4 separate regions of the Sus scrofa genome follow, and regions 2, 3 and 4 are each linked to region 1. The links are chromatin contacts, called in public HiChIP or PLAC-seq maps. All regions are on one chromosome and are shown on one strand. Each heading gives the region's core, a stretch centred on a gene start, on an enhancer-like site or on the middle of the called end of the contact. The rest is flanking DNA. Distances are from core to core; before and after follow the strand shown.

The links. HiChIP or PLAC-seq counts read pairs in DNA pulled down with a chosen protein or histone mark.
Region 2: a contact with region 1 is called in an H3K27ac HiChIP or PLAC-seq map of alveolar macrophages. The contact joins the promoter of MAST2 here to the promoter of PRDX1 in region 1. A contact is called at or near these places in 2 of 47 Hi-C or Micro-C datasets (embryonic fibroblasts and fibroblasts) and 1 of 2 datasets of contacts at active chromatin or transcription factors (alveolar macrophages).
Region 3: a contact with region 1 is called in an H3K27ac HiChIP or PLAC-seq map of alveolar macrophages. The contact joins the promoter of MUTYH here to the promoter of PRDX1 in region 1. A contact is called at or near these places in 2 of 2 datasets of contacts at active chromatin or transcription factors (alveolar macrophages and skeletal muscle).
Region 4: a contact with region 1 is called in an H3K27ac HiChIP or PLAC-seq map of alveolar macrophages. The contact joins the promoter of GPBP1L1 here to the promoter of PRDX1 in region 1. A contact is called at or near these places in 1 of 47 Hi-C or Micro-C datasets (embryonic fibroblasts) and 1 of 2 datasets of contacts at active chromatin or transcription factors (alveolar macrophages).

Annotation. Positions count from the first base shown.
Region 1 is chr6:165,845,770-165,848,935 of Sscrofa11.1, forward strand. It overlaps PRDX1 (peroxiredoxin-1), which reads left to right and starts at 1,621. Exons shown (of 6, transcript XM_021096742.1): 1 at 1,621-2,154.
Region 2 is chr6:165,618,386-165,621,551 of Sscrofa11.1, forward strand. MAST2 (microtubule-associated serine/threonine-protein kinase 2) reads right to left here and starts at 1,644. Exons shown (of 34, transcript XM_021096724.1): 1 at 1,164-1,644. The coding sequence starts at 1,349.
Region 3 is chr6:166,001,155-166,004,320 of Sscrofa11.1, forward strand. MUTYH (adenine DNA glycosylase) reads left to right here and starts at 1,699. Exons shown (of 16, transcript XM_021096748.1): 1 at 1,699-2,482. TOE1 (target of EGR1 protein 1) reads right to left here and starts at 2,416. Exons shown (of 9, transcript XM_003128045.4): 1 at 2,147-2,416; 2 at 1,258-1,400; 3 at 1,130-1,170; 4 at 888-984; 5 at 603-761; 6 at 80-339. The coding sequence starts at 2,198.
Region 4 is chr6:165,707,282-165,710,447 of Sscrofa11.1, forward strand. GPBP1L1 (vasculin-like protein 1) reads left to right here and starts at 1,683. Exons shown (of 12, transcript XM_021096736.1): 1 at 1,683-1,915. TMEM69 (transmembrane protein 69) reads right to left here and starts at 1,702. Exons shown (of 3, transcript XM_021096737.1): 1 at 1,565-1,702.

The DNA of each region.
Region 1 (3,166 bases), core at 371-2,870:
AAAAAAAAAAAAAAAATATATATATATATATATATAAATAAATAAAATGAGCTGAATACTATGATTGCTTTACAGATTTCCTGTGGACATCCAATATCTGCTGGTTTTGACACCTGGGATCAGTCATAGACCAGTGAATACAATTTCTAATGGGAGCCAATAATGACACTCAAGATAATAAATTAAAAAAGGACATGTAAAGGGAAAAAAAAAAAAAAGGAAATGAGTTCCCTATGGTGCAGTGGGTTAAGGATCTGGTGTTGTCACTCAGCAGCTCGGGTCACTGCTGTGGTACAGGCAGAACCCTGGCCCCAGAAAGCCCTAAAGCCTTGGCCACAGCAATTAAAAAAAAAAAAAAGAAAAAAAAAAGGAAATGAATAATGCCCAAGTAACAGTTCTGCCTCAGAGAAAGAAAAAACAAAAAATCACTTCTGTTGATGGCAGGATGATAAATACCTCCAAATATTGAGATGCCCAGCCAGCATGACACAGCACTTCCCTCTTTCTTATCCTGCTATAAAGGTCCAATGGAGTTAGGAGAATAATGGGGGATGGGGGCAGAAAGGGGAACACAATATTATTTCTTAAACATTCCTTTTTTTTTTTTTTTTTTAACATTCCTATTTTATATCAGCTGTTATGTTGTGACTTGAGGAATCAGAGGTGGATGTAACAAACCCTACCCTCCAGAAAGTCAGTCTAATAAGGAGAGGTAAACACATAAACAAGTAAATTAGCTTTAAAGGTTTGTGGGTTTTTTTGTTTGTTTGTTTTTGTTTTTGTCTTTTTGCCTTTTCTAGGACCACTCCCTCGGCATATGGAGGTTCCCAGGCTAGAGGTCGAATTGGAGCTGTAGCCACAGGCCTATGCCAGAGCCACAGCAACGCGGGATCCGAGCCGCATCTGCAACCTACACCACAGCTCATGGCAACGCGGGATCCTTAACCCACTGAGCAAGGCCAGGGATTGAACCTGCAACTTCATGGTTCCTAGTCGGAATCGTTAACCACTGAGCCATGACCTAAAAGGTTTTTGTTGTTGTTATCGTTTGGGCATGAAGGGGAATGGTTAATTCTGGGGATGAGTGAAAGAAGAGTTCCAGAGGAAGTAGTGCTTCAGCTATCTTCAGATACGTTTTCTCTAGGCCAAATAGGAACAGGTTCTTTGTGCTTGAGCAAGAGCCTGAAGGCGTGAAACAGCTACACTCTGTTCTGGGTGTTACAAAGAGGAGCAAAGAACTAGGTACTGTGCTAAATAAACTACAGAGATGATCTCAACAAAGAGTTAATAGCATTCCCTTTCTTTTTTTTTTTAAGGATTTACTTGTTTTTATTTTTTCTTTTTGGCCACACTCGTGGTGCATTCCCATTTTTACAGGGGAGAAGAGTAAGGCTAACAGATTAAGACTCTTGCATGAAGGTCACACAGAATGACAGTGAGGAGTTTTAACTCAAGAATACAGGATCAGTTTTTCGGAACCACAAATTAGAGGCGTGAGTAATATGGTCAGATTTCAGAGTCCCTCCAGCTGCAGTGGAATGGATGGGAAGGGAAGGCAGAGGTAGGAACCCATAGAGGGAGATGGAAAAGCAGCCATCCTGCTGTCAGACAGAGCAATTAAGGGAGGCTGTCTAAGCAATCTGGGTTACTGAGATCAGCACTAGAGCAGAGGTTGTGGGAATCTGGGCGGAATATCTGAGAAATATTTGGATAGATCTTTCTCCGGCCCGATGGGGGGGGGTCTTCCGTGGGCAGCAGTGAGGACCTTTACCCAGGTTTGGGCTTGAAGGGCAAGGCGCACGGACTCCCCCACCCCCGCCCCGCCTCAAATCTTGGATTCACGGAGGCATCGGGAAGGAAAGTGATTGATCTAAAAGGTGCCTTCCGCGGACACCTCAACCCTCGAAGGCGAGGAGGGGATTGGTACTGTCTCCACCCGAGCCCGCCCCCAGGGAAGGAAAGCGCTGAGTCATCCCGGCGGGGCGAGTTGGGTCGGGGCGGTGCTGGGGCCAGATCCCCCTTCCGTCTCCCCCGCCCGCACCCCCGGCCCGCCCTGACTCTCGCGAGAGCCTCACGGGCTATAAAGGCAGCGCCCCGCGCGTGCTTCGCGTGTCTGCTTCCTGGCTGCGCTCGGTGGCTTCTGCTTGAGGACTGGTGAGTTTGTGGGCGGCGCGGCTTCAGCCGACCGACCGCAGCGCCCCACTCCTCTCTCGTTGCCTTTTCCTCCTCTTCCTTCTCTTCCTCCCGGCCCGCCCGGCTTAACTGGGGGGACGCTCTGCCGGAGAGGGAGCCTCACATGGGACCCCCTTTGCCTGCGGGACAGCTGCCTGGTTGAACCCCGACGCCGCCCGCGCCCTGCGTCCCCTCTTCCCCCGGCAACTCAAGCAGAGGGCGCTGATTGGCTTGGCGGGGCCGTCGGGGCGGGTGGGTGGTGACGGGGTCCCCTACGGGGCGGACGGGTTCCCGAAGCTTCTAAGACGGATTCAGAAACTGGTCAGAAACAGACTGCCCGTCCGTCGTGTAGGAGGGGAAGAGGCTGTGCCTGCTCACCAGTGTAGCCGTGGGTCCTGATTCCCTTCTCCATCTTTTTCCATGTGCAGAATGGGGTTTGTGGTGATTCTAAATGCCGTTAGTGAAGACTCCTGGTGCTTCCGAAGTGCAGCGGAGGGACGATGGGGGTGGCAGGAAACCACTTGAATTGGCCTTTCGGGGGGGGGGGCCGTAGTTTTCTCCGGGGAACTTCAAGGGGAGCTTTCCTGAGGGGACCTCGTCGGCTGGAAGTCCTGCAGCCTTTCCCCCCCCCCCCCATTGGTTGTGCTTTAGTGGACGTGGGGGCACCCGGAAAAGCAGGTCTGGACCAGAAGGCCGTTAGTGTTAGGGTCATATACTATGTTTGGTTGCCAAGTTGCTTCGTGTCTTACTGGTTGTTTTTTCTTGTTTGTTTTATTATTTAAAGGTGCTAACCCAGTAAAAAAGTTTGACAGTCGATGCTCACAACGTTTCTTTTGGTTGTGGTTTTATGAACCAAGAACTTTGGGACTTGAAAAATTAGTTCTTTGGGTCTTTCAAATCGATGGCTTATGGGGTTAAATCTTGACGTCTTATCTTGGCCTTGACCTGGGTGAATCCAATGCAGCATTGCTTTTTCATAAGAAATTGACTCTTG
Region 2 (3,166 bases), core at 394-2,893, 230 kb before region 1:
TGAGAGCAAGGCCAGAGACAGCCAACAGCACAGTCTACTCAGGACTCGGTGGAGAATATAAAGGAACAAAAGAGGGAAAAAATCCATGTGCTAACAGGTGCACCACTGAAACGACATCATAAAGAACGATGTCTAAGAAAAATGCTTATTTAACATATAGGAAAGAGGCAGGCGACCTAAAAGAACTCTTGAAAGACCCAAAGATAAGGTCACTAGGGTCGTAAGTGGAGCGTGCGAAAGGAAAGGTGTCCCTAGAGTTCATTACTACAGAACTTTTGTTCTGTCAATCCCACAAGATCAAGGGCCACATACTGTTACACTGAACGTCCTACAGTTATTAGTGACGACTCCTCCCGACAAATAAAACTGACCTTTATCCCTCCTTTTAAATACGCCTACACTTGATAAGTTATATGAACACATCCTGTCCATTCGGAAACCCCATGAACTTCTGGCACTTCTTTCCATATATGTTTTCCCACTACGGTGTCTGCCGTGGTAAACTCCTACAACGCGGAAAACTGTACCCAGGAATTCTCTGCTCACTGTACTGGGCTTGAGATTGCACTCATCCATCCCCAAAGCACAGATGTTAACAGCCTATGTTTTAAAAAGTGCTTTCTCAGGAAAGGGATAGTTACAGAAGCAAAACTTAAGAATGATTGTGATCATACGCCTACAAGACTATAATGATGAAAAATCAGAGAATTCTTAAGAATGACATCCGTTTTCACAACTGCCAAGATCATCTCCAAGAGAAGGATAACGCACATGATCATACTGACGGTCCCTACCTTACGCCACTATTTACCCCTCGGGATAACTCCTCCACACCGCTTTAGTGAGCCTATTCTTTGCACTTCATTTACTCCCAGCCCACATTCCATCGCCCCTTCTTCCCATCCTGACCTCAGACGCTCAGAGGACCGGTTTTCATCCCCCTGCTCCCTCATCTCCCATCAACCCCAGACCATCACTTCCAAGTCTCCACTCCCCATTTTTCCGCCTCTCCAGACCTCCCATTCCTCCTGCCGAACTATTCAGTCCCCACCCCTTCAACGCCCAAGCTCAAGTCTTCCCGCCGGAGCGAGCCCTCCCCCTCCTCGCTCCCATTCAGGCTCCCCTTCCCCAGGCTTTCCTTTCCAGATCACGGCCCGCCCTACCTGCTCCGGGACTTCTGGCCCCGGGGGCCCGGTCCGCTCCTCCAGGCGCTGCCTCCCGGGCGGCGCTCGCCGGCGCGGGGCTAAGGGCTGGGGCAGCTCCGCCGCCCGCTGAGCCCCATCCTCCCGACGCGCGACCGGCGGCGGCGGCGGCGGCTGCGGTCGGTCGCGGCCGCGGCTCCGCTTCATATCTGCAGCTGGGCACCGCGGGCGTCAGCGCCGCGACCGTCCCGGCCCCGCACGGCCCCGGGCCGCAGCGCTGCCGCGCCAACCACCGCCCGCGGCCACCATGGCGGGGCAGGCGCCCAAAGCCACCGACCCCAGCCCGCAGCTCCTCCGCGCTCCCTGGAGCCTCAAGCGCCGCAGCCTCCCCGGCGCTCCCTACGGAGGCGGCAGCATCGCCGCGGCCTCGGCTCCCCCCACCCGGCACACGCTCGGCCGGCCCCCCGCCGCCGGCGCCGCCGCCGCCCGCTCCAGCGCCAGCCGCCGGCCGCCAGCCCGCCGGCCCGCCTGCCTGCCTCGGGCCGGGCCCCGCCCCTCCCTTCCCCGCGCGCGCGCGCACCGGGAGCCCGCCCGCCACCTCCGGCCGCGCGCGGCCTCCCGCGCACGCGCCAGCGAACGGTCGCGAGAGACCCGCCCGTGGCCCCACCGCGCGGCCGCCGCGGGGAGAGGAGGCAGAGCGGAAGGGGGCGGGGCCCGACGCGCCGGCGGCCGCGGCGAGCGCTCATTGATTCGTTCGTTCATCCATTCATGAAATTGAATGCCCGGCCACGCGAAGGGCTGGGGATCCAAAAATGAATTAGCACTGATAAGCGTGCTCGAGGAACTAGGCGGGGAGCAGGAAGAACCAGGAGCCCTAAGGAGACAAAATATGGAACCAGGGAACACAACACCAAAGCGTGCCTTTTTACGGAGCACCTGCCCACCGCCGTCAAATCTTCACATCGCACAGAAGGCAGGTCTGCCCATTGTGCTGTTACGGATAACAAGACCACGGTGGGCGTTCCGTTGTGGCACAGCGGGTCACTGCTGCGCCTGGGGTCCCTGCTCCGGCGGGGCTTGGATCCCTTGCCCAGAAGCTTCCTCACGTCCCGCCAGCGGCCAAAAAAAAAGAGAAGACCAAGGCGAAGGAACAGGCACCAGGCCCCTGAGCAAACTAGACAGGACTCGGACTCTGGTTTTCCCGTCCCTTCCCACTGTTTCCTTATGCTTCCAGAAAGTAAGCGGGGGTGGGGGGGGCTATAAAAGAGGAAGAAGTGATGCATTCCTCCAGGGGCAAGGGGAAGACCTAAGGGCTTCCGGAACACCCCCACGACTCCTCACTGACAATGAAGTCATATTACAGCACAGACCAGCCTGGCCACAGAGTTCAGCTGTGGCCTGGGCAGCTCAGCCCATCACTTTCAGTGACTCATCTGCTCAGCAACGTGGCTGTAGCTCAGCCCTGTCTGACCTCCTCTTTCTGGCCACAGCACTATACTTTTCCTCTTTTGACTTGACCAAGTTCTTTTCACAGTAGCGTTTCCTAAAGGCTTTCTCTATTTTTTCCTAGGCCTCCTCCCTGAACCCTTTCTGAGAGGTAATAATAGCTAACATTATAATGTGCCTACTAAAGACCAGACACTGTGCATTCAATTCACACATACGCACACAAGAAGTAAGTTGTGTTATTTCCAATTTATTGAGGTTCAAGTTACATAACATGCTGAATATGACACAGCTAATAAGTGCAGAGGCGGTGTTCAAACCAAGGTATATCAGATACCAGAGCCTACAAAAACAACCAATGTACCCTACAGCCTAGCGTCAGTCTGCTCCTGTATTCCCTGTTCCCGTCCCTCACCATCATCCATCCAGCTGCCTCAACCAGAAACCTGGAAGTAGCCCTAGATTCCTCCTTCCCCTCCCACGTCCACATCCAATTAATGAACAAGTCTTTATGCTTGGCGGAATCACTTTGCTGTACACCTGAAACTAACACGACACTGTCAATCAACTACATTTCT
Region 3 (3,166 bases), core at 449-2,948, 160 kb after region 1:
CACTCAATCAATGTCTTAAGTGAGTGAAATAGTCAAGACAATACCAGGCCCCACCCTGTTCCCTCAACCAGTCCCTCACCATTTCCGGAAGGCATATTCTAGGTAGGAGGCCACAAAGCGGGCGTGAAACTCAGCAGCATATTTGGTGTCATAAATGCCAGCTGGGAACATTTCACACAGGTCAGCAGTGAAGGTTCCCAAGCTCTCGGGCAGGTGCGCATAGAAGTGCTGGTACAGGAACACCAGGTCTATAAGACCGTTGTGCAACACCAGGGGCCGGCGGGCCCGGATCAGCTCCAGGAACAGGGTCCTCACTGACTGGCTCTGGCTCTCATCGCCCTGGGTGGAAAGAAAGGGGTCACTGGGAAGGACAGAGTCCCCAGGGAAGCCTCTTTTGCAGGACACATACATCCCAGGCTCCCTCACTTGGAAAGTTCTCTCCTGCTGTCTAATCCAGCGCTCTTCACCAAGGTATGTTTTGTTTCCCCAGCTGTCACGACGCCCCATGTGCCTAAGAAACAGATCCTCCCCCAGGCACCCAGCCGCAAAGAGGAGTAAGAAATGAAGTCACAGAAAGGGCCGCCTCAAGGCTGGAGTCCTACCTTGTCGTTGCCCTTGTGGTAGGGGATGCCCTGGGCATACTGCCGGTTGAAGTTGAAACCATGCTGGACCAGGAACTGCACGGACTTTGGTTCTATGACATACTCCTCCATGCACAGCAGGGTCAGATTGAACACCTGGACCAGGTATGAATGGTCACCCTGGGAGAGAAGGAGGTTCTGCTACGTCAAGCCTTGGGAGGAAAAAACCTCACAGCTGATGTTCTCTAGGATCTCAACCCTCCTCCCCCAGCCACAGACCTGGGAGAGGGTGAGATCAGCCCATACCTTGTCCGGCTGGTGCTTAAAGCAAGCGAGGCCCAGGGAGAGGATGGAACGGGTCCTGGCAGCATGACACACGGCCTTGTAACGTTCCTCGATGCACCTTGGGGTTGAGGTTGGGAGTGGCTGTGGCTGGGACTTAGCCTCATGACGGACCCAAACCACCCAGGACTGTGACCTCCACTCCAGGGCTGAGCTCTGCCCCTCCTGCCAAGGCTAGGACTAAAGAGATCAGGGCTTACACTTACTGGTTCAGCAAACTCTTCCGGTCCCCAAGCCCACTCAGTTCCTAAGCGTCAGCAAAGAGAGAGCTGTGTTAGGTCCGCAGCACCAGCCCCCTCACAACCACCGGCTCTCCCAGTTCCCCAACCCTCACCGTGTCCACAGCCACAAAGCTAGCTGTCTTTATGGCCAGCAGGAGGGACGGCCACATTTCCTTGAAGTTGTCGTTTTGTACATCCACCACGGGAACCTGGATTGCCAGCTCCTCCCCAGATTTTGTGCTTTGGTGGACACCACCTGGGGGTAAGGAGGGTGACGACGCTCAGGCAGAGGGCCCATGAGAACAAACACTAAGCTAGGCCATGGCTGGGGGCAGAGGCAGGAGCAGTTTCTCTTTAGGCAAGATATGGCAGCTTTCCCCTCAAGCCTTTGTATCACTTATGCTCAATACACAGGCCTTGGGGTGCACAGTGCCCCGATTTTGGGGAAAAAAAGCCCAGGTCTTTCAGAAGATTATGAGGCTGGGAAAGTGTCTTCCTCCTCAGCATCAAAACCTGTAAAAGACTAAGGTTGGGCTCGATGATCTGTGAGGTTCCTTTTCCCCACATCCTCTACGAAATCTTTTGCAAGGATGGAGGACCTCGGCTCCTTTAATATCCTGCAAGGCTCTACAGCACCGTTCCCGGGGCACCTCATAGCCACACGCGGCAGCAGCCAGAGCGCGCGCAGAGCCTGATACATTACGCCCGCATCCGTCCCACTTCCTGCCCACAACTCCCCACCCGCCCCGCTTAACAGAGCTTCGAGCTCCGGACTGCATCTCCCGGCACGCCCCTGCACGTCCCGACTCCGCGCCAGCACGCCAGACTTCCGCAGCCAGCGTCGCGGTGCACGCCGGGACTTGTAGTCTCCTCGTGGCTGGTCCAGAAGGAAGCAGCTAGTCCTCTGAAACTTGAGGTCGGTTTCTTCGAACAGTGAACCTGAGGCCCTCCCGCCCCGCCAAACGTACAGGATTTCAAAGCTGTCCCCGGGAAGCCACTCACCGTCAGAAACGGCTGGAGCTGAGGCTGCGCCGTCGTCACTGTCGGCGGCCATGACACCGCGAGTCTCTCTTCAGTATAGTCAGTGGGTCCGCGGGACTTCCGCTTCGTCCCCCGGCTCGGCTCTCGCCGTCGGGGAGGTGGCGGCGCCTCGCCTCGCCCCCTGGGTCGCCGACAGGTCGGACTTCCGTTCAGAGCTCCCGGGGCTGGCGCGGAGCAGCGGGCCCGGCGCGCGCTGAGAGCCTATTGGCTGGCGTGTTCCCGCTGACCTCCCGGATTGGCCGGAGCCACGCCCCCTGGCGTCCAGTCGGGAGCCGGCCGCGCGAGACCGCGCGAGAGGTAATTCGCCCACAGCGCGGCGGGAATGTGGACCTGAGCGCCGCGGCGCGGGGAGGGGTGCTCCGGGACGGGGGTGCGGGGGTTCCCCCCCAGAGGAGGTGGCGCTGCCCGAGCTGAGCTTAAAGCACGCATATGAGTTATGCAGAGACAGGGGAGTGTGGAGAAAGAGCAATATTCTGGGAATGGGCAAGTTCCTGGGGAGGGTGGAGAGCGCCTTTCGTCCCAGGAAGTGAAAGAAGCGGGGAGCGGGACGGGAAATGAGGCTGCGGGAGATGAGAGCGTCCCGGTAGCAGGGACACCTTTTAAGTAACCCTGATGCGTGATAATAGGGACTTGAATTAGGACTCTAGCAGGGACAAATTGTCAGCAGTTAGGAGGTATAGTTGACCTGCAGGGGGTTTGAACACGATTCCTGCTACCGGGAGATGCTCTGCGCCTACCGGACACTAGTCCTTTCCCAGGGGCTTTGGTTCCCACCAAAGACTCTCAACTCGTTCACTTCCGTTTTTTGCTGTTTTCAGTTCATCTTCAGCCTTTCTACCGAGTGTTTTCATCTCTGTTTCGAATGGCTTGAATTTCTCCTATTCTGAAAAGAGGGAAACTTTTACCTCATCCCAAATTAATTTAACAAGTGTTTATAGTGTACAGTTTGCCTGGCACTGTGCTCAGCTCTGGGGACACAAC
Region 4 (3,166 bases), core at 433-2,932, 140 kb before region 1:
CTGGTATTACAACGTAATTAATGCATAGAGACAATAGATCTGGGTTTTACAAATGCCTCCCTCATTTCCCAGCTGTGTGACCTTGAGTAAATTGTTTCCTTGGAGTGCAGCTTTCTCATCTTTAACACTGGAAGTCATAGGAGTTCCCGTTGTGGCTCAGTGGTTAACAAATCCAACTAGGAACCATGAGGTTGCAGGTTCGATCCCTGGCCTCGCTCAGTGGGTTAAGGATCTGGCGTTGCTGTGAGCTGTGGTGTATGGGTCACAGACACAACTCAAATCCCGAGTTGCTGTGGTTCTGGCGTAGGTTGGTGGCTACAGCTCCAATTCGACCTCTAGCCTGGGACTTCCATACGGGTGCGGCCGAAGAAAAAAAGACAAAACACTGAAAGTCATATAGCTTCTCTGCTTTTTTTTTTTTTTTCCCTTAAGGTATGTTTTGGGGCTTTGTAGTTTACAGCTCAAAGTAATGATAGTAGCAATCAATACAATTTAGCAGGCACTGTAACTATGTGTTTTATATGCACTAACTCATTCAATACAATGACCTCATCAACTTGGTGCTGGAAACAGTATTGCCTGTTAAGTTAGAGTGCAGACTTGAGTCAAATAATCTGGTTTGGAATCCTGGCTCCAACATAGTATTAGCTATATCACTTTGGACAAATTATTTAAGCTGGCTATGGTGCAGTTCACTCATCTACAAGGCTTATAATAACTACATAGGGTCTTTGTATTTTTAAAAAAAAAAAAAAGTCAATACATGTAAAGAGCTGACAACTGTTCCTAACACAAAGTAGGCACTCAAAAAATATTAGCTATTATTCCCACCTTACACAATATAAGCAGCCCAGTAAGTGGCTGTGTGAAAATATGAATCTACATCTATCATGTTTACATGAGTTCCATTCTTAACCAGAAGAATGAGGTGTCTAAAAATCCAAACCCCACAGTTGCTGCTTGATTAAAAAACTTGGTGAACTAATTTCTTGACTACAGATCTTAGGGCTGGGTCAAGAAATTCTGTACACCAGCCAGTCAGTGTCTTCATTCTATGAATAAGGAAGCAAGCAGGACGTTTATCTCTGGCCTCTGAGCAGAGGTTAGATAACACACATCTACTCCTGACTCCCAGACACACGTATCCGCATGGCCCACACATTCACCTTTGTTCAAAATCACCCCATTAAAAAGCTTAATGCTCCCTCAACCTTTCGAACTTTCTATGCAAGGTGACATGTGCTTCCCATCTCAAGAGTATTGAAGCGAAAAAGTGACACCCTAAAAGCCTGAGGACGGCAACTGGTGAGGGGTTTAAAGGACAAAGCCCCAAGTGTTAATCTGCTCAATTTTGGTGAAAAAGCTCAAGGTTTCCACTGCCTCAAATATAAGAGTTGCAAAATGCAAGTCTCAGCGCCGACAGCAGAGAAAAGGGAAGGCGGGGTCTGGATGCAAAGATCCTCGGGAAACTGTGCCCAACTGTGCCTGCGGTTTCAGTTTTACTCTGAAGGCTTGGTGCCCCCCTTTCCCAACCTGCACTGGTCGCAGCAGCGCTGTTACTTACTTGCCAGCGTCGCGCGGGGAGGTGGAAAGCTGAGCTGCAAGATTGGCCAGGCTCTCTGGAAAAAGCACTTCCGGCAAGTGGGGGTTATTAGCCTCCCACTTCCTGGGAGCCGGAAAAAAATCAGTCCGGCTGGAGACCTAACCACCCCTAACTGGTTCCCAATTCCAGGCTTTCTGTCTTGGACTCTAACATCTTGATTCTAGTGAAAGCCGGCTTTGGAATTCTTAGGGCATCTGAACGGTCCTTGCCTTTCTATTCCAGGTTTCCCAGCCAGAAGAATCTGCTCCGCAGAGTTCGGGAAGGTGGAGTGAAACTACTGGAACCATCTCAGAGTGATGGTGGTGGAGCAAGGTAGGAGAGATTTGGAGTCTAGGCCAAGTATGACTTGGCCAAATTGCTTGCTATCTCTGGAATTCATTTTTTTACTTTGCGTAACAACAAAGTTTCTAGGATCAACGGGGCACATCTCCCTTCTCATTGGGGTCCTGAACTAATACTAGCTAAGAAAACAAACACCTGTTTCCACTTCATTTTCTTTGCTGCTAACTGAAAACTTAGTTAAGAAATAAAAAGCACCGGGGCAGGACTTTCACTTCCATGAAAGACGTGGTAAGAGTCTTGGGCTTGAGGGTGACCCGGAAGTTAGATTATTCCTCCTGTCGCTCTCCGCTTTAACTTTTGTTTGTGAGCTAGGTGACCTTGAGCAAGTCCCTTCCCTTCTCTGAGCTTCAATTTCAGTCTGTCATCGGGAGTTCCCGCTGTGGCACAGCTGGTTAATGACCCCACTTGTCTCTGTAGAGGTGCCAGTTGGATGCCCAGCCCACTGCAATGGGTTAAGGATCTCTCCTTGCTGCAGCTATGGCGTAAGTCGCAGCTCTGGCTCGGAATGAATCCCTGACCAGAGCACTTTCCTACGCCGCGAGTGCGGCTGGAAAAAAAAAAAAAAAAGGAAGCACCACTAGACGTATCTGTCTGAAGACAATGGGAGACCTGAACCGGCCCAGGATGGCCAGTTTCACATTCCTCCAGATTCTATGTAGTCTAGCTTCCTGGTTACCAGCTCTCTCAAGGTTTAGCTTCGCGTGCAGAACGGGCTCACAGCACATTCTTCCTGATGCTAACCCCTTCCAGCCGCTATCGGCTTTCACTTTTATTTCCTCCTCCGTCATGGCAGCGCCGCCCCTTCCCGTTACGCGACACCCAATGAAACTTTGGGTCAGAGAAACAGCTTCTCCGCCCTGGCACGGGAGCAGACTCAGACCCGAAATCCTCCCGGTGCTGGGACAGGGGCGTGACGCCAGCGGTCGGGCGGAACTAGCACTCCCAGTGGGCAACGCCTCGGGCCCAGCCGCGCAGGACTCCAGAGCCCGGCAGCGAGGCCCGCTGGGGGCTGGAGTCTTAGCGACGCGCGCGCACGTGGAAGGCAGGAGCCGAAAGTGGGAAGGGGTCGGCAAACACACACGCCTACCGGTGAGCACCTGTAGAGGTAGTTCGGAGAGGCGTGCTTCCCCAGAGGTGGGGTGTGCAGGACGAAGGGGCGTGTTGAAACGGGCACACCGTACACACCCACCCACTCGTTCGCACGCGCCCAGGCCCGAGTGT